2 separate regions of the Cyprinus carpio genome follow, and region 2 is linked to region 1. Evidence: chromatin contacts called from public Hi-C data. All regions are on one chromosome and are shown on one strand. The core of a region is the stretch at or near the end of the contact, and the rest is flanking DNA. Distances in the headings are between cores, read along the strand shown. Region 1 holds the start of LOC109108079 (forkhead box protein N3-like). Region 2 overlaps LOC109108079 (forkhead box protein N3-like).

What was found. Hi-C and Micro-C count contacts between places; a contact is called where the count stands out from the background.
Region 2: a Hi-C map of liver shows a contact between it and region 1, with 6 times the contacts expected there. The contact joins the enhancer-like site here to the promoter of LOC109108079 in region 1. A contact is called at or near these places in 3 of 8 Hi-C or Micro-C datasets (liver and skeletal muscle).

The regions. Positions count from the first base shown.
Region 1 is chrA17:6,726,126-6,729,845 of ASM1834038v1, forward strand. LOC109108079 (forkhead box protein N3-like) reads left to right here and starts at 1,455. Exons shown (of 6, transcript XM_019121249.2): 1 at 1,455-1,754.
Region 2 is chrA17:6,794,070-6,797,805 of ASM1834038v1, forward strand. The region is part of intron 4 of LOC109108079 (forkhead box protein N3-like); the gene reads left to right. Among protein-coding and RNA genes, the nearest start is that of LOC109108081, 20 kb to the right of the region's middle. Within about 2 kb of position 2,007, at least 1 of the 8 cell types and tissues checked has an H3K27ac peak or open chromatin away from gene starts, as enhancers often do. A contact at or near this core is called in liver, where this site is marked.

The sequences.
Region 1 (3,720 bases), core at 205-2,704:
GCTCTTGACAGATATAAGCAGCCCAAATTTCCCCCTGTTTTGCAGTCTGCCGCTCCATGTGTTGCTTATATTTATAGCCTTGGCTGTAGCGTACGTGCACATAATAGTTTTAGCATTGCTGCCACATTTTCAATAGCAAGCACTTCAGATTGGTAGCAAAGGATTTGGGGGTTTAAATATTAGTATGTTCTTGAAGGACAGAACTAAAATGAGGCTTTTAGTGGTGGTTTTCAATCTGTTTTCTAAGGATAGAGAGGGAGATAAAAAGTAGGGGTTTTGACCTTTTGTAAGACATTTTTTAATGGCAGTGATTTGTGTGCTTCGACGCTGCTGATGTCATGGAGGAATTTTGCAATGACCTACTTTAGTCTACTTGAGCCATTTATCTGAATTTGCAAAAAAAGTATATAGTCAGATATTAAAGGAGTAATGCAAACAAATATTCTCATCTGCTCATCCTTATGTTGTATTATTACTATTATTTTTAATATGTGTAACAGATATTAGGCAGAATATCCAAGCTGCTCTATTCCTTACCTGTCAGTAGATTTTTACTGTCAATCTCCAAAAAAACACCATGAAGTATAAAACCAGTTAATATGTACATGTGCACCATTCTTTTAAGTCTACTAAAGCTATGCAATAGCTCTTAAACTATACAGTATTTTTTGTTGCCTTTTTTTTTAACTCGCTGCATTGCAATTGATCACATGATATGTGAGAAACAATCACATTTGATGTCATTGATGTCAAACCCGCAGATAAAATTGTAGATCTTATAATGAAGAATAACCACTTCCAGCTATCGCATTTCTCCAGGAGACTATATATAGCACACAAGTTGTATGCATAAAAACATAAATGTAAATATTCTGCCTAACAAACTTGAGCAAGACTACAAACAGCGCACATGATAAAAATTCTGTATATATCAGAATTTTTATCACCTATGAATGATAAAAAAAATCTGATGTCAGTATCATTTACAGTAAAAACATCTCATGCTACTTACAACAAGATACATTTACTTTAAGAACAAAAACAAAATAAAATTTTAGTTCTTTTTTTAGAGAGAAATCTAATTGACATTGGAGTAAGAAAAATAAAGGAAAAAACTTAATTTGGATGGAACACTATTTTGTTTTAGGTTTTATTATAAAAACCTCATTCAGTTTTGCTAGATTTCTATAAAAGCAAGATTTGATATGGTGTGTCCTTTTGCAAAAAAAAAAAAAAAAAGCTTTAAAGTTTAAACCATCAAGTTTTTTTTTTTTTTTTTTTTTTGCAGTGTAAAATGTTTTTTTATCAGATCAGTTTGTAAATGATCTTACAACTATTATATTGTTTATCCAGGTAATGGATATAGAGCAGCTCTAGATCTTTCTCCATCTACAAATACCCCAGTGGATCTGGCACAGCGCAGGACTTATCAGCCGTCTGTAGAGTGTAGCCCTGGGTTACACATGAAACAATGGCATTCTTTCAGTTAACACCAGAGACACTAGGACCCACCGAGTCTCTTCCTTCCTCATCAGGCTCCCTTAGTTCCAGAGCTCAGTGAGCGGTCTCAGAACAGAGTGCACAGAGAGAGAGAAAGAAGGAGGGAGGGAGAGAAAAAAGCCAAGTGAATGTTAAAGCCCACTGTGGTCACTGCTAAAATACCGAATCTGAGAGAAATGGAGGGATTAACCAGTCGGATTTAAAAATCTGGAGCTCATGCGGAGGCAGCCAATCGGGACGATCTGGATTAAAAGGTTTGTGTGTGATTGATCATTCTTGCTGTAATCTATCAGGGCTTTCTGTTTTGTCAAGAGTCAGCAGGCGTACAAGAGCATATAGACGCCGCTGGGAGCTCCTGGCTGGTGAGTCTAGTTACGTGTGGGACATGTGCTACTTACGCCGGATGAAACATTGTGACAGCACAGACAGGAAAGAGGGCACGCTCCTGTCACTGAGGAATGGAAGTCACTGCAGCTGTAAACAGTGCTGGAAGAGGTCTAGACCGTCCCTCGCTGAGCATGCCTCGGGGGTCGTTCCCTCGCTGTCCTACTGGAACGCTTGATGTTTTTCTTGGTGCCGATGAAGTAACACACTGTTCTGGTTGTTATTGTTTGTATTTGATGTTCTCGAGTTCAGCACCTAGAGTTCCACGCAAGGAACTTTGCTCTGAGACTTGTCAACAAATGCAGTGTTAAATAAACCAGCCACCGAGTGAAGTTTGAATGTGATCTCTGGGTGGAAAACAAGAAGAAGTGAGCCACATTGCTCCAAACGATTTCACCCGCTTAAACCAAGGAGACAGAGAGTCTACTGGGAAACTATGAAGTGAGCGCGCGCGTGTGTGTGGCATGAGCTTTCTATAAACACGCAAAAAGTGTATTATAATAGGTATATAAATAGGCATATATTAGTTTTTTTTTTTTTTTTTTTTTCTGTTGGTTCATTTCTAGTTTCTGTTTTATTCCTTTGCTGAGCTGGGAAAATTAAGCTTTCTCATTGTAATTCTCTAGTTCAGCTGTCTTTTCTCTGCACGCCTGGACACAACAGCTGAAAGTCCTGTCCTAGATGCATGCTCCATGTCAGCTGTTTGCTTTGCAACAGTAATCCTACAGAGTGTCTGTTCATTTGCATTCATGAGCATTAAGTTCTGCTCATCCACAGGCTGCTGTTAAAACGAACCGCATGAATGTGTTGGTACACAGCACATCCTGTGGATTTATTGTCATTAGAGCTGGACTCTGGTAACTCTGGCCATTCTGCTGAGCTCTGAGCTTTCTGTGGTTGTCTGTCTGCAAGTGTCTTTGCCACAGTGCTATGGCAAGTTCTTTCTGGGAATCTGAGATGCTGAGCTTGTGTTTTCCACAAGAGTTTCCATTTTCGTCCTAAAAAATAATAGAATACCTTGATGGCAATGTCCTATTTGGAAAAAGCTCGTGGCGTGGAGGCTGTTTTGCTGGAAAAAAATGAGCTCTAGGATTTCTAACCTACTTTAGTGTAGTCACTAGATGTTTCTATAAATACGTAGAGTGCAATGAAGACCGTTTCGGGCTGTTTTATGCAGACTGGTGTGTCGTGCCGTGCTGTAAGTTTTCCCTGACCCTCTGTTTCCATGGCCCCCTCATGTGGCCGCTCTTCACTGCCTATAGCACGAGCTATCTCCGCCTATGAAAACACGGCACGTGATTGGCTGATCCTGCAGATGCACAGGAAGTTCAGGTTTTCTAATAACCACCCAGAGACACAGTTACCATAGAGACAAAGATAAGCCCCCTTACTAAAAAAAAGGAAAAAAGCCTGCATGTCATCACAGCAGCCTGCAGAAGGCGTCTGCTCTCTCTCTTTCTCTCTCTCACTTGCCAGTTCTCCTATTAGCATCTGCTCAAACAGTACAGCCCCTGCCTTATGAAGGTTGCCTCAGGTTTTCTCTCACCGCTCTTCAAATGCACTCTGCACTCAACGTGAGTTCTGCTTTGCTTTTTACAAACTTTCCTCAAATCCTTTATACGTCGTTACCGCGCTCGTGCACTCACTCGTGTAAACTACTGGTGAGCGCATGAGAACTGGAGGCTTTCAACAAATCTAAAGCATTGACCCGTGCCTAGAGGGCATGTTTGTGCTTTTGTGTGCACCCTTTCCTCTGTTTTGCACAGACCGTAACATTGTCCGTCCGTCTGGCCAGAGCTATTTGTGGGATCTGATGTAATGGTAGGCTGTGTGTAA
Region 2 (3,736 bases), core at 757-3,256, 68 kb after region 1:
GTTCCATGAAACCTACCCATTGTAAAAAATATTCTTTATTGTGGAAAAAGGTTTTTCTGATATTAAAAATGTTTTTCACAATAACAAAAATTATTGTTTTAAGGCAAGACACTACAGGCAAAAACTTTTTTCATGCACTGGTCAATGTCGAAATTTTGGGCTATTTCATATACTAGCATAAAGAAAACATGCAAAATACACTTTTAGTGTTTGTTTATTTATTAATCTATGTATTTATGGGACTTTTTCTGTTTGTGTCTGTATTTTAGATATAATACACATATTTAAAGGCCATTTTCTCAAAATCAGCTTTTTCTCATGCACTGAAATCTCAGAGATTTCCACTTTAGTAGTATATACACTAAACATTACAGTTTTATTCTAAAGGTTTTTACAAATGGGTTTGTTCATATACATTATAATTTGCCTGCTTTTATACATTAAAATTAACATTTAATTCCTAAAAACATGGATAAAATGATTTTTTTTTATGGTGTTTGACAGTATTTTCTGATTCACGATAATAAGAGATATCAACAATCCTTTCTGTTAAAACCTTTGACTCTAATGTCAACAAAATGAAACAAGTATTTTGAACCTGGCTTTATCCAATGTTCACACTTTAGTTCTTCAACTGTATGCAAATTAGTGCATATTTAATCGGATAATGTCACATTTGCATTTTTACACTAAATATTTAAAAAAACCAAAATGTTTAATTTCAGGTCTTAATGTAATCAGTTAACTATGGTGTGGTGATATTTATTTGTCAGATTTTTTTAACCTCTTTGAACCTTTATTTGTATTTAATTAAAAATAAAAAAATTTAAGATTTATTTTTGGAGTTTTATGCCTTTATTTAGATAGGACAGGAAGTGAAGTGGGAGTGAGAAAGGGGGCAGGATCGGCAAAGGTCTGCAAGCCAGGACTCAAACTCAGGACGCCGGAAGCACAACGGCGAAACATGCCCATGAGGCTATCAGCTCTGACATAACCTTTATTTTTAAAGGCATAGTATACCCAAAAATTTGAATTCTGTTCCCAAAATTCAGAAAATGGTTCCCATTGACCTCCATTGTATGGAAACTGTTTGTACCAACATACTTCAGAATATCTCATTTAGTGTTTAACAGAAGAAACACATTTGTAAAGGTTTGGAACAGCATGTGGGAGTAAATGATGACAGAATTTACATTTTTGGGTGGACTATCCCTTTAAGAGCGTGGCCAGACCCAGCATAGTGATATGACTTGATTTATTTTGTTTTCCAACTTGCATACCTCAGCTTGACCTCAACTACAGGTTTATTTGTAAAAACGCTGGTTGTGTTTGAAGACGTGCCACTTAAAAATGCTTAACCCCGGGGCCCTGACGCGGTGCGAGGCATCGTTAAGTTTGCACGCCCGACAACGTGTGCTAAAATCTCATCAGAACCTAGTACTTAAATGAATGCTGGGTCTCCACCCTGTGAATAATAAATATTCTTCAAGCCCTTCAACATGTTCATTTGTCTGGCGAATCAAAGGAGAACTCACACGCCGAGCATTCGAAACATGCACTGGCATCCTGTCTGCCTCTGTTTTACACTGACTTAAAAAGAGCATTCGTTTACTCGCATCTGCTTTCAGTCAGTAGGAGCGTTGCTTAACTTTGAGACCCCGTTTGCTGTTTATCTTTTTGGCCTGACCTTGCTCCTGGTCACAGGGGCGAAAGGCAGGATCTGAGCGAAATGCGAACACTCGGATATCAGTCTCGGTTTCCATGGCAGCCTGGTAAATAGTTGTGAAGCAGCGAGCGGAAGATTAGTCCCTAAGGAGGTCCCTTGTCACCATGTGACCTACAAAGGGCCCTTCGATCTCTGCCAGTGTACTGACAGCAACTCCTCTTGAAATGAAATCCTTAAACGGCGTTTTGTTTGGATTCGGTTCTGTGGCGTGGCAGTCACTGTGGCTCTATGAACAAAAAGGCATCTGCTGTTGAACTCTGTTTCTATCTCTCAAGGCTTTGTATGTGAGATGTATGCGCTAGCCATCTTGGGAGTGTGTATTTGGGCTTTTATTTGGCCGTGAAAGGCAGAAGGACTTCTCATAGCAATCCACAAATCCATCACCACAGCCGAGTGCTCTCTGTAGCGTGTAGGAGAATTGTTTAAGATGCCGGCATCACTTTGCTGTTATTCCTGCCTCAGTGCCTCAAGATAGCAGTGTATCACTTGACTTCTCCTTCCTTTTAATTCTGGCTAATGCCGACATTTATCACGTTGCAAATATTTGAGCTGAAAACCGATCCCCTCAAATCCAATATACTTCCTATAGTTCATCTGGGAAAAGAATTAAGCTAAATGCATGGGCTTTATTACACAACAGCAGGTGCCAAGTTTACAGTACAGGGAATTTGTCATCTGCATTTCTCATCGCCTTTACTCTTCCTTTCAGTGTCTGTCTATGTGCTTATCTGTCTTTATCTCTTTTCTCACTGTGTCTCTCTCATTATACCCCAGAGGAGTGATTCCAGCGGATGCAGTATTAGATTAAATGAGCAGGCATGTAAATGCTTGTTTCTCTGGCGCATTTCTACAAAGCTGTAGTCACCATTAAGTCTTGCTAGTGTTAATCTGGATTCCTTTTTTACTCATTGAATTAAATTTAAAGGAATTACTTCAGAATTTACTCAAATTTCAATTTTGAGTCAATAAACATATTAATAATAATAAATCAGACTTTTATTAATTAAAAAAAAAATATTAAATTACCTCAAATTGTTCCGAAAAAATTTACTTTTATAGTTCAAAGGCTGAAATCATAAATCATATCACTTTTATTGAACTTCTAGTGTGTGTGTGGTTTTTAATTAATTAATAATAATAAAAAAAAATAATAAATTCAAATTATTTATTCATGCTTGCTTGCTTTTATTATGTAAATAAAAACAGAGTGATCATTCTTCAAAATATTTCCTATTGTGTTCTACAGAAGAAAGAAAGATATATTTGTTTGCATGGTAAATGATGACAAAATTTTATTTTTTAAGTGACATATTAATGGTAATGTATCTGAGATGACGACATCACAGCTTGTATTTAAGACTACTGACATTCATTTTTATTGAAAATCATCTCAGATTATCATGCTGGATAAATACTAAGACACATATAAACACTGTTCTTTTTGTATTGGTTTTTATTGTGTTGATGGTACATTAGCCATAAAGCTGTAAAATGTTTTTATAGCAAGTCAAGCTTTTAGTCGGTCATTCTATATGGCCTCTGACCTTGCTTACTTGAACCTGCTCATACAAAAGTGTGCCAGTTGAATACAAAAGCTCCTTCAGTACACCTCCTCCTCCACTGGTGTTTACACAGAAGGAAGCCCAGTGGCCATAGAGCCCATGTGCGGAGGCTGATTCTTGAGAGGATGTGGAGTCCCTGCTGTTTGGCTTTTGTGAGAAAAGAAGCGCTCGCTCTACAGAAGCAGTGGTGCGTGTCATAGGCCCGAATGTACAAATCACGCAGCCCCCAGCTGTATTGTGAGAAAACAATGGCCAAAAGCACTCTCGCCCTGAAACTCTTTGTATAAGCAGCGTTTTTAGGTACTTCTTACTGAGTGTGTAGTTTGCCCAAGGATGAGTCCTGTCAAGACGGCTCATCTACAGATTGACTGCTGTGAAATTTCATGTGAAGGAGTTGTAAATCATGTATTAAAGGGATAGTTCACGCAAAAATGAAAATTCAGGCTTC